2 separate regions of the Mus musculus genome follow, and region 1 is linked to region 2. A link is a contact called in public HiChIP or PLAC-seq data. All regions are on one chromosome and are shown on one strand. The core of a region is the stretch at or near the end of the contact, and the rest is flanking DNA. Distances in the headings are between cores, read along the strand shown. Region 1 holds the start of Aqp6 (aquaporin 6). Region 2 holds the start of Troap (trophinin associated protein).

Region 1 (5,902 bases), core at 12-2,511, 530 kb before region 2:
CAGCCGGCTCGCATTGCATCCGGATGCCTGCTCCCCGTGCAAGTGCCTGACACGTCTCCCACTCTCCCATTGAGTGAGGCCCGCGGTTCAACGGTGCCTCAGAAGTTAAGGAGTGATGAAAAAGCTTGAGGGAAGAATGGAGGGGCTGCGGGTAGAGGTGGAAGCAGATGGAGCAAAGATGATGAGAGGAGTGAAGCAGGCCTCGGAAACAGAGAAACCAGCAGGATACACAGAGAGAGTACAAGGCCAGTTAGGTAGGGCTCTCCCTCTCCCTCTCCCTCTCCCTCTCCCTCTCCCTCTCCCTCTCCCTCTCCCTCTCCCTCTCCTTCTCTCTCTCTCCTCTCCCTCTCCCTCTCCCTCTCCCTCTCCCTCTCCCTCTCCCTCTCCCTCTCCCTCTCCCTCTCAAGCCCAGCTTGGCTCCTCGCTGACAGCTCTTAGCTGCCCCTGATTCCCTCCCCTTCGTATTGTCTCGGTGTCCCATCTGTTTATCACACCATGTTGCCATTTCTGTCTGGCCTAGGTGAATGCTTAAATGGGAGAGGAACCCGGGGCAGCTCAGAATAGCTACATTGTTTCCTCCTGTCTGGCCTCCCACCGTGACCATCTGACTCCCTCAGGTGCCCTATCATCTGCCACATGACTGGGCCTCTTTGCACCTACCACGTTGACCCCAAGGGTCTCTCGAATACCTCCTGGAGTTACCCCGTAAAGAAGAGCAGCCCCAGCTGTGGCCCCAGCCAGCTGCGCAGCGATATAGGCCATAGCCCGAGGCAGAGAGATATGGGATCCCACGAGGTAGGCCAGGGTCACAGCAGGGTTGGCGTGGGCCCCGCTGGTCTTCCAGGAGATCTGCACGGCTGTGGCTGTGGCCAGATTGAAGGTGATGGCGATCTGGAGCACAGAGGGAAGCGCCACAGGCCAGGGCAGAACAGAGCCCACACCAAAGAAAACGTACAGCCCCGTGGCCAGGAACTCAGCAAAAAGCGCCTTGCTGATGGCGGTCCAAAGCCCGCCAACCAGAAGGTAAGCCCTGCTACACAGCCCTGGCTCCATGTCTTGTCACCTGCTTGCCTTCAGGTCTGCTGCCTCTTCTCCCTGATTCGTTCTGTTCCCTCAGGTCTCTTGACCCCTCCCCAGCTCTCCTGGCCTCCCTTTCTGTGGCAGCTTCCCCAGCCAGCTAAGGTGCCCCCAGCACACTGCTGGCCTTAGAAACAAGCTGCTCAGATTCATGGGGAGCCAGCTGATGGCATTGTGCGTGTCTGGGGGTGGGAGGTTCAGAGTGCTCACGTGTCTGTTCCAGCTCGGGGCTCACCTGACAGGAGGGGGCCAGGCCAGTAAGGAGGAACACTGGGCACTGAGCTGGAACCTCCCGGGACTGGCTGCCAAAAGAAGTCTAGCCTGGGACTTGGGGACTTGGGGAGTGGAAGTCAGATCCCTAATGTCAGCTTAGAGACCAGCAAGATCATGGAGAAACCCACATCCAAGGCCTGCTGCAGGGGTGCCTGTGTGCTAATTGCCTAGTCTCTTCTTCTTAAATGGTGGGGTGTATTCTGTGCCCCATAAGCCCAGGTGCGAAATTAAGTTCTTTCCACCATTCCCCCGTAAAACATGGCATCCAGGTCTCAGGCACGGGCAATCAACTTGATTGAGGATGTGGTCCTGGTGGTGTGGAAAGGAGCTGGGGTTCACCACACGGATGCTCAAACCATGATAGCTGCTGCATGTGGCCCGAACAGTTCTGCTGTCCGCCGGTGGGGGATCCCCTGTGCTTTTTCCCTCACTTCCTGCCTCTCTGCCTCCCTTCGGGACCTTGTTCTCAGAGCCCCCCACCCCCATGATTTATTACATCAGATGGGTTATCTACTTATATAGCTATGTCATCCTAAAGTGTCACCGTGCCTCTTCCCCAGTAGCATCAGATTTCTCAAACAGAGGTGTTCCCTCTGTGGAGCTGCCCAAGCAATACCTGCATCCTGCCCTAACCCTGGCTGCACCTGGTTAACTGCAGGCTCCTCAAACAGAGTCTGTCCCCAAATGCCACCCTCCCTGTCTCCCACACTTCTCTCCAGCGCAGTTGGTGGCACCCAAGAAGTGTCTTTGACCCCTTTCCAGAGGAAGGCATCGAACTCTGCTAGTTTTGAATCCCGAGTGGTCCCGGCTGGGCTCTCCTCCTCACCGTGCAGCCTTTAGCCGGTCCGCCCTCACTTTGCCCTCCTCAGTCCTCCACACTGCGGTCTGAATGATGCTTTGTTTTGTTTTGTTTTTTAAAGCAGTGCTCAGCCGGCTGCTGTCCTGCTGCAGTCTCTGCCACCCTCTTTGGAGGTCTAAGCCAGAATGACAAGGTCCTGTGGGGCCCCATTCCTCCTGCCTCCCTCGTCCTTCTTCCTTTGTCCCCTGGCATCCTGGGATGAACATCCTGCCATCTCCACCCCCACCCCCACCCCTTCATGGAGAGCCTTCTGTACTCTTCGCCTGAACCTCTTAACCCATCCTGGAGGACAGCTTCCAGCGCCACCTGCTCTGTCCTAAGGCCATCTCTGTGTGTTGCCGCCATACCTAAAGCCTTTCCATGTACAAGTCAGCACACTCCTGCCACGGTGTTACTATGTCTCCCAAACAAGGTGATCAGCCCTCAGGGGGAGGAATCACATTTTGTTCTATATATAGTGTCCTGCACAGAGACTGCCTACGAGAGAGACCCAGTAATGAGAGCAGGTGACTGTGTGGTTGGTTTCAATCTCATTCCGCTATTTCTACGGCTGCCCTCCTGCCCCCTCGTAGGACCAAACCCTCTGACATCTTCAAGGGAAAGCTCCAATTCTGGACCACGGGCTCTACTGTACCCTCCCCATCGCAGTCACAGTCAGACCCCTCCCTCTCCCAGTCTGTCCTGGATTTCCCTTGCTCTCCTCAGAGGAACCCTTGGTTTCTTACTGGGCACAGCATGCTCTTGCCAGTGCCCTACTGCCCCTCCCCTTCCCCTCTGCTGCCCATTATCATTCTCATCCACACCTCTCTGCCCCCGGACTGTGTTGCCAGGCCCAGCTGGTGGGACTGGAGGCCGCACAGGCTCAGCTGTAACGGGAGGTCTCTGTCGTCTCATCTGCGAGTGTCATTCCCGCCTCCCCCAGCCTCCTACTGATATAACGCTGGATGCTCAGGATTGGTGGAGACCTCAGCTTAGAGTCAGTTCCAGGCTCATTTATGCTGGACAATAAATACACCCTTGACCCCTAGGCTGAATCTGCTGGGGACAGGCACGCACCAGGCTTCCCCCCCACTCCGGCCTCAGGAGACCAAGCTCTGCTCGTTAATCTTCCCACAGTTCTGCTGGCCCTAGGTCCTTCTCTTCCTTTTTTGTTTGTTTGCTTGTTCTTTTTGGTTTGATTTTGTTTCTGTTTGTTTGTTTGTTTGTTTGTTTGTTTTTTTTTTGAGACAGGGTTTCTCTGTGTAGCCCTGGCTGTCCTGTTACTCACTCTGTACACCAGGCTGGCCTCAAACTCAGAGATCTGCCTGCCTCTGCCTCCCGAGTGCTGGGACTAATGATTGTGCCGCCACCATACTCCCATCCTTTTTTTAAAAAAAATTATTTTATTTTATTTTTTTAAAGATTTTATTTATTTTTATGTATATGAGTACACTGTCGCTGTCTTCAGACACACCGGAAGAGGGCACCAGATTCCATTTCACATGGTTGTGAGCCACCTTGTGGATGCTGGGAATTGAACTCAGGACCTCTGGAAGAGCAGTCAGTGCTCTGAACTGCTGTGCCATCTCTCCAGCCCCCTTTCCCATTCTTAAAAACTATTACTATTATTTACATTTTCATTTTATTGTGTGTCTATGAGTATGTGCACATCTAATTTCAGAGGTCATTTCAGGAGTCAGTTGTTTCCTTCTACCATGTGGGTCCTAGGGATTGAACCCAGGTCGTCTGTCTGTCAGGCTTGACACAGGTGTCTCTCTCCCTGAGCCATCCCTCTGCCTGTTTCCCCCATCCCTCAGACTTCCACACTCCTCCCAAACTCCTTGCTCCCTCTGAGTTCCCCTCATCGTACTCAGAAAGCCAAGCCTTCTCCCATCTGACAGCTCAACCATGGCCCATACCCTACCCAGCTGCCCATGGTGCTAAACAGAGGTGACCTTTCTCTTATGTCAGAGATCCTTCCAAAATGCCACACTGGTCATGTGACCCCACTGCCCACCAAAGCTTCAGGGGCTCCCCATTACCTCAGGTTCAAGTCTGAACGTCTATGTCCAACCTGCCAGGAGAGACTACTTCCTCCTGCCCACCCCCCATCTCCACCCTGACCTCTTTACTACAGAGGGCCAAACACTCACAGTGTCTCTAAATGAGCTTTTGAGTCTCCTCCACACAGGAGAGGGCATTTCTCCTGCCTCTCTCCTTCAGTCCAGTTCTCCTGTGAAGCCTTGTGCTCCTTCCCAGCAGAATCAGAGCTACATAGAGAAAGCAGGCTTGAGCCGCAGATGAGGGCATCCGAGGGGCCTGCTTCTCTGCCTTCTCCTGGGTTGAGCCCAATAAAAGGAAGGGCGTTTACCACAGCCCCCTAGCCTGGCTTGGGGCATGTTCCAACAGCATGGTTCCTGTGTGGAAAGCTTTGGGTAAGACAAATGGGAGCTTGTGTACTGCGCCCCTCACCTACTGCTTGGCCTCTGTGATCTCAGCACCTTGCTGGTAAAACAGGTATTGTTTTGTGCCCATGTGTTGGGAGAAGCAGCTGCAGACACCTGGTAAGTGCCTTTAGTCAGAACCGCTATCAGGTTCGCCTCCAGGGCACAGCAGTGAAGATTAGCGGGAAGGGGAAGGGTCTTGACCTCCGTGGCAGGTCAGGGCCAAGTGCTCCCTGCAGCAGCCTTGCTCTGGTTTCTGAGGCAAAAGGCTCCTAGTGCAGAAATGGCTTCTTTCAAGACCACATAGGACACAGCCTCCTTGGATCCTGCTTAGCCTGGGACAAGGTCTTTTACCCACTAAGGGCAGGCAGTCATTGTCCAGTTCCTGTTTTTCCAGCCCCAACCAGCATTTTCCTGGACCCAGACGTTCCTGACTCTAGTGCCAAGCTTAGAGCTCAGAAGCCTTTTGTCCCAGCCCCACACCTGGCTGCTCCGATGGATGTCCCCTCCGATGGATGGAGCCTTCTCAGCCCTAGGGAGGTGAGGCCAGCAAGAGAGAACAAAGGGAAGAGAGGAGCTCAGAGTTACTCCCCCCCCCCCCACTCTCACCAAACACTGGTAGGCTGCAAGGTCAGGTCGGATAGATGCTCTTGTTGACCAGGGAGGGGGCTGAGCTGAGATCCGATCCTCCCTCAAATCCTTTCTCCAGCCCAACCATCTAACCAGTTCCCTTCTGCCCACCCTGCCCACGTTTAGTTCTCACCCTCTTCCATCTATCCCAGCGCCTTGTCTGTCCAGCCCTGATGGAAACTGGCAGCTTCGGAGGGAGGCATAGATTGCGGAGGAGGGACTGCCTTCAAATGGAGAATGTGAGTTCTTCCTACACTCTATCTTCAGGCGGAAAAGTGTCTCAGAGAGCTGGCAGAGCATGTGTGACTGGGTATGGCTTCATACAGGTGTGCTGGAGAACACATGTGGCCTGGCCTGGCTCTTTGAGGGTGAGTGGTGGCCAAAGGGGCGGGGGCGGGGTGGGGGGGTGGGGCGCCACTAGGACACACCTGGAATGAGCATGCCCTTGCTGAGAGAAGAGGAACACACAGGGAAGATATAACCTCCCCAAGCACAGTTGACAGCCAGTGCCACAGCTTGGAGCCCCAGAGGCATTCAGGATTAGTGTGTGTGCTGGCATAGGTCTTTGTCAGTCCAGGAACCATTACATGCAGGTGCGCAGTGCCCCCTGCTGGCCAAACAGCCCAATCACTGCAACCTA
Region 2 (6,398 bases), core at 321-2,820:
CTTTAATCCCAGAACTTGGGAGGCAGAGGCAGGCGGATTTCTGAGTTCGAGGCCAGCCTGGTCTACAAAGTGAGTTCCAGGACAGCAAGGGCTACACAGAGAAACCCTGTCTCAAAAAAAAAAAAATAGATCTTTAAAATATATATTTATGGGCTGGTGAGATGGCTCAGTGGTTAAGAGCACCCGACTGCTCTTCCGAAGGTCCGGAGTTCAAATCCCAGCAACCACATGGTAGCTCACAACCATCTGGAACAAGATCTGACTCCCTCTTCTGGAGTGTCTGAAGACAGCTACAGTGTACTTACATATAATAAATAAATAAATCTTTAATATATATATATATTTATTGTTGAAAAGGAAGAATTAAAGCTGAAGTATGGACAGATTATAAAGACTCAGCATAACAATGAGCAAATGACTGTGACTGTCTTGCCCAGGGTTGCTAAAAAGGCCCAGAAGATGTCTTTTTTTTTTTAGATACAATATAATTGTTTAGGCCTGGAGTTCAATAGGTAAAAGGTGTCCAATTCACAGAGACCACTTGCCTCTGCCTCCTAAAGTGCTGGGATTAGAGGCATGAACCACCATGCCAGGCAAAAGATGGCATTTTGCTGAAAGTGATGGTTTCTCAGAGCAAAGAGGTTTCTGGACAAAACCCAGGTCTCTTGCAGTATGCAAGACCTCCACTTTGGGTCTCCCATTCTCACTCAGCCAAGTAGGCTGCCCCCAGGTCTGGAACAGGTACCTGTCTGGGGATGGGTCACAAGCCCCACATTTGATCCCCCAGAGCTAGGCTTGAGTTCCTCCAGAGGGTTCCGCAGGGTCTTCAAGCTTGGTGATTTTTCAGTCTGGTGCAAGGTTTTCGATCTGAGGCCTGCCGTGTCAGTGAGTGGACGTTGACGTTGAGTACTGCGCGGTGGTTTCTGTGCTGGTGTCTAGGGGGAAGGGGGAAAAAGCTGGGATTCAGTGCGGGGGTGGGGTGGGGATGGGGGGTGGGGGTGCATTGCTGACTCGAGGTGCCTCCTTGTGTCCAGCCCCTCCTACCCTCGGATCTTGGTTCTCCTGGTCCAGAGAGCGCGACTTGACTGAGGAAAAATCTTGGCATCTTTGGGAGAGTACTGGAATCTTGCTAGGGTTGGGAGATACACCTCGGAGATGGGGATCCTTATTGGTTTGGAGGGTAGTCATGGCGGCTATAATGGAGATGAGAGAAGAAGGTAGACAGGACTGAGGACCAAAGCAAATCACTTCTCAAAGCATGGGTGCTGATATCCCTGATTCTTTCCCCTTGGTCCCAATCCATGTGCCTAGAAGCCCGCACCGGCAGCAAGGCCGCTCTCCTGGCAACTCTTCCAGAAACCCTAAGTCTGCTATCTCGCCCCGGAGCTCCAAACTGCTCTCCTCCCTAGGAACCTCGGCAGGACTCCCCTCTAAGATCCTCGTGCCGCACCATTCCAGGAGGCCCTCCGGGTCACCTCTACTTCCTCGGGTTTTTCGCCGATTTCTTGGGTTTCTGCTTCTGCTTCTGCTTGCGGCTGCTGCTGCTTCCCCGGTTTGTAAAATACGCCAAGCTCCTGATTGGCTGGTACCCGGTGACTCGGAGGGTCGTGACGTCACACGGAGCCACCCAATCCGCAGGCTCCGAAGGCGGGGCCAGAGAAGGACTAGTCGCCGAAACGTTTTCTTGATGGGAGAACAACTGACCAGCTCTCTCGGCCAATCCGAGGACGGAGCGCGAGTGGCAGGATGGGGGCGGAAAGCCAGGGAGGATGCTGTTCTGAAGCCCGGGAAGGCCAGTCTGGACTGCAACGGGCATTACCGTACTCTCGCGAGAGCTGGAGCCAACCGAGGGCTGGCCCCTCATGAAGACCGCGGAATTGTGGGAAAGATTGGCCATCGAGACCACTGTTGACCACACTCTGAACGTAGTGCACGGCCGGGTTTTGGGAACCATGGGCACTTCTTGCAGGAGATAGGAGCCTAATGGGTGAGAGGGCTGGAGGTACCTGAACTGTTGGAGCCCAACGAGAACGAGGAGCCAAGAAATCCTGTGTCCACTCGGACCTCACACCCTGGTGGGATGTGGTCAGGCCCAGGGTGGCTGGAGCTCTGTTAATCAGAATTGAAGGGCTCCTCCTGGGTGGGGAGATCTCTGCATCTTCAGGTTTCCTTCCACCGGTCTGGATGAGAGGGCTCACCTGCTCCTTACTGGCAGGCAACTGTGAGGCTGCCAGATGATGGAGATGGGGGTGGGCAATGTCTCACCCCACCCCACCTGAGAGTGGCCTCAAACTCGCAGCTTCCTGCTTCAGGAAGCTCGGATTGCACACTCCCTGCATAGTTTAAAGGGTGCTGACCAGCAAGCCAGGAACATAGGCGTGCTTCCGGATCTCCCCTTCCATATGCCACTTCTTTTCACACCTACGGATTTTATACCTTTGAGCATCTATTCAGCTGTTTAGCCAGATGAAACAGAGCACACAGAGACAGTCAGCTTGGTTTTATTTTATTTTTTTAAAAGATTTATTTATTATTATTCATTAGTACACTGTAGCTGTCTTCAGATGCACCAGAAGAGGGCGTCAGATCTCATTACGGATGGTTGTGAGCCACCATGTGGTTGCTGGGATTTGAACTCAGGACGTTTGGAAGAGCAGTCAGTGCTCTTAACCGCTGAGCCATCTCGCCAGCCCTCAGCTTGGTTTTAAAAGCGATTGTCTTCCAAATAATTTCCTTGCCCAACCCCTTGAGTCGTTTTATTTTAAATATATATGCTTTTAGTTAAACAATTTATTTTTATTATATGTAAGTACACTGTAGCTGTCTTCAGACACTCCAGAAGAGGGAGTCAGATCTCATTAAGGATGGTTGTGAGCCACCATGTGGTTGCTGGGATTTGAACTCAGGACCTTCGGAAGAGCAGTCGGTGCTCTTAACCTCTGAGCCATCTCTGCAGTCCCCCAACATTTTTTTTAAAAAGATTTATTTATTTTAAGTATGTGAGTACACTGTCACTGTCTTCAGGCACACCAGAAGACGACATTGTATCCTGTTACAGGTGGTCCTGAGCCACGATGTGGTTGCTGGGAATTGAACTCAGGACCTCTGGAAGAGCAGCCACCATTCTTTTTTTTTTTTTTTTTTTTTCCGAGCCAGGGTTTCTCTGTGTAGCCCTGGCTGTCCTGGAACTCACTTTGTAGACCAGGCTAGCCTTGAACTCAGAAATTCGCCTGCCTCTGCCTCCCGAGTGCTGGGATTAAAGGTGTGGACCACCGCGCCCCGCTAGCAGCCACCATTTTTAACCACCCTCTCCCCAGCCCTGAAACATAAACCAGAGCTCATAAAAGCACAAAGTTGGAAACCATAATATACAAGCAAAAGACCAGTAAGACAAACAATGCCCAAACAAAGCCGTATGAGACAAGAAGTCTACCAAACACACCACTGAGTTAGTCTGATGTTGGCTATCTACCACTGGGCATGGGGCCCACCCCTAAGTGTGGTTAGCACATCCAGTGAGATTCCACTGGGGAAGACTAACTTCCTTTGCAAGCAGTTGTCAATTGGAGGTAGCTTCTTGGTTAGGGATGGAAGCTTGTGGCTTCTGTCCCCTGCCTCTCAGCCTGGGACCCAGTCTGGCTTGAGCCTGTGCAGGCCCCGTGTGTCCTGCCACAGTCTCTGTGAGCTCACATGTGCATCAGTCCTGCTGTGTCTGGAAGACTATGTTCTTTTAGAGCCATCCATCCCCTTTGGCTGTTAACATCTTTTCTGCCTTCTCTTCTGAATAGTTCCTTGAGCCCTCAGGGGAGTTCCCAACCCGTTCTGTCTACATGAATCCGTTTCTTCTGGAGAAAATTTCCAAAATGTTGTGCCTTAGTTATCTGCACACTAAACCTAGCATTCTGCGGCATGCCGCTCTGCCCACTTGCTCTCTGCCTTCTGCGAGGGAGAATTCTTGACAAGAAGCTGTGTCCACAATGACTGGTTAAATCTTCAGTGACTGGGGGCTAAAGAGATGGCTCAGCAGTTAAGAGCACTGGCTTTTCTTCTAGAGCACCGGGGTTCAATGCCCAGCACCCATATGGCAGCTCACAACTGTAGCTCCCCTTCCAGGAGATCTGACTCCCTCACACAGACAGGCAAAACACCAATGTACATAAAATAAAAATAATAAATAAATAAAAAAGCTTCAGTGACTGAAGGAGATGGAATGGTACAGTTAAGAAACAGTGAGAGGCTGGAGAGATGGCTCAGTGGTTAAGAGCACTGGCTGCTTGCTCTTCCAGAGGTCCTGAGTTCAATTCCCAGCAACCAAATGGTGGCTCACAACTTTCTCTCCTAGTGTCTGCTGCCCTCTTCTGGGATGCAGGTGTACATACATACAGAGCACTCATTTACATAAAATAAATCTTTAAAAAAGAAAAGAAACCAACTACAATTTACCTTGGGCCATCTTTAGTTCCCGCCCATTCTTTGCCTACCTCTATACAGGTGGAAACTTTATGGATTATATTAACAAAATCCAGTTTTCCACCCATCAAAGGGCTAGAAATGCTCTCATCCATCTGAGGCCTGTAGCTGAGATTCCCTCACAAGGGGCTCTTTCTGATGTTAACTCCAGTGTGTTTTTATTTTATTTCTGTGTGTTTTGCCTGTGTGTGCACATGCATGTGTGTGTGTGTGTGTGTGTGTGTGTGTGTGTGTGTGTGTGCCCCACATGCATGTCTGAATGTCTGAAGCCTATAGAGGTCAGGAGATGACATCAGATCCCCTGGAGCTGGAGTTGAATAATTGTGCGCCATCATGTGGTTTCTGGGAATCAAGCCTAGCTCCTTTGGAAACACAAAAGTGTTCTTTTTTTTCTTTTTTCTTTTTGTTTTTAGAGACAGGGTTTCTCTGTGTGGCCCTGGCTATCCTGGAACTCACTCTGTAGACCAGGCTGGCCTCAAACTCAGAAATCTGCCTGCCTCTGCCTCCCAAGTGCTGAGATTAAAGGTGTGCTCCACCACTGCCTGGCACAATAAGTGTTCTTAATCCCTGAGCCATCTCTCCAATCCCCACCAAAGCATTTTTAAAATGTCCTGAGGGCAGGAGGTCGGGATGCACACCTTCAATCTTAGCACACTGGATGCTGAGACCTGCAAGTCCCTGTGCATTTGAGGCCAGCCTTGTCCACATAAGAAATTCCAGGCCAGCCAAGGCTAAATAATAAAACCCTGTCTCAAAATAAAATAAAATGCCTTGATTTATAACTCTCTGTTATTTAGCCATCAAAACACCCTGCTTCTACCTCCAGACAGTGAAATTTGGGATGACCTAAGTCCAGATTCTGGGTCATAGTCTCTAGGATTTGGAACCAGAATAAACGACCTCTTCTCTCTGAGTTGAGACCTGTGTTTCATTGACACTTCTAACTTCATGACCTCACCTGAGTTCTCAGATCTGTCCTGTTCCCTCTATGCCTCTGGCTGCTGTCCATGTTGCTGTCTATCTGTCCATCTGTCCATCATTACTTCCTCAGACAGGCTCTCCTAGAGCCCTTCTGTACACACACACACACACACATACACACACACTCAGTCTGGGAACGATACCTCCGTCAGCTATTCCCACCTTCTGGCTAACTCTGGCTATGTGCTCTGAGTGGTGTTTATTTACTCAGAGCCGAGCAGTGGTGGCGCATGCCTTTAATCCCAGCACTCAGGAAACAGAGGCAGGCAGATTTCTTTTTTTTTTTTTTTAAAGATGTATTTATTTATTATATGTAAGTACATTGTAGCTGTCTTCAGACACTCCAGAAGAGGGAGTCAGATCTCGTTTCGGATGGTTGTGAGCCACCATGTGGTTGCTGGGATTTGAACTCTGGACCTTCGGAAGAGCAGTCGGGTGCTCTTACCCACTGAGCCATCTCAGCAGCCCGGCAGGCAGATTTCTGAGTTTGAAGCCAGCCTGGTCTACAAAGTGAGTTCCAGGACAGCCACGGCTGTACAGAGAAACCTTGTCTTGAAAAAACCAAAAAATAAAAAATAAAATATCTACTCAGAGTATGGAGCTCAGCTGGGAATTATATATTCATCAATAAGAATACAATGATTATTTACCTCTGCCTTTTCTGATAGAAGGTGCTGAGATGACCCCTCTATCTCAGTGGTTCTCACCCTTCCTAATGCTGCGACCCTTTAATACAGTTCCTCGTGTTGTGGTGAGCCCCAACCATAACATTATTTCATTGATACTTAATAACTAATTTTGCTACTGTTGTTAATCATAATGTAAATACTTGACATACAGGAAATTTGATGCGCTGCCCCAAATGGGTTACGGCCCACAGGTTGAGAACTGCTACTCTTTCATCTGCCTCCATATTTTCAGTGGCTTGAAGTGAGCACTTACACAGA

What was found. HiChIP or PLAC-seq counts read pairs in DNA pulled down with a chosen protein or histone mark.
Region 1: a contact with region 2 is called in an H3K27ac HiChIP or PLAC-seq map of large pre-B cells, with 2.3 times the contacts expected there. The contact joins the promoter of Aqp6 here to the promoter of Troap in region 2. A contact is called at or near these places in 1 of 39 promoter capture datasets (stem cell-derived epiblast-like cells) and 2 of 115 datasets of contacts at active chromatin or transcription factors (bone marrow-derived macrophages and large pre-B cells).

What each region holds. Positions count from the first base shown.
Region 1 is chr15:99,596,559-99,602,460 of GRCm38.p6, reverse strand. Aqp6 (aquaporin 6) reads right to left here and starts at 1,261. Exons shown (of 5, transcript NM_175087.5): 1 at 661-1,261. The coding sequence starts at 1,053. It overlaps Gm34765 (a long non-coding RNA gene), which reads left to right and starts at 919. Exons shown (of 5, transcript XR_875660.2): 1 at 919-1,023; 2 at 5,030-5,172; 3 at 5,415-5,501.
Region 2 is chr15:99,070,145-99,076,542 of GRCm38.p6, reverse strand. Troap (trophinin associated protein) reads right to left here and starts at 1,570. Exons shown (of 14, transcript NM_030159.1): 1 at 1,451-1,570; 2 at 1,045-1,193; 3 at 746-935. The coding sequence starts at 1,188. It overlaps Gm34284 (predicted gene, 34284), which reads left to right and starts at 1,874. Exons shown (of 3, transcript NR_155351.1): 1 at 1,874-1,987; 2 at 6,373-6,398.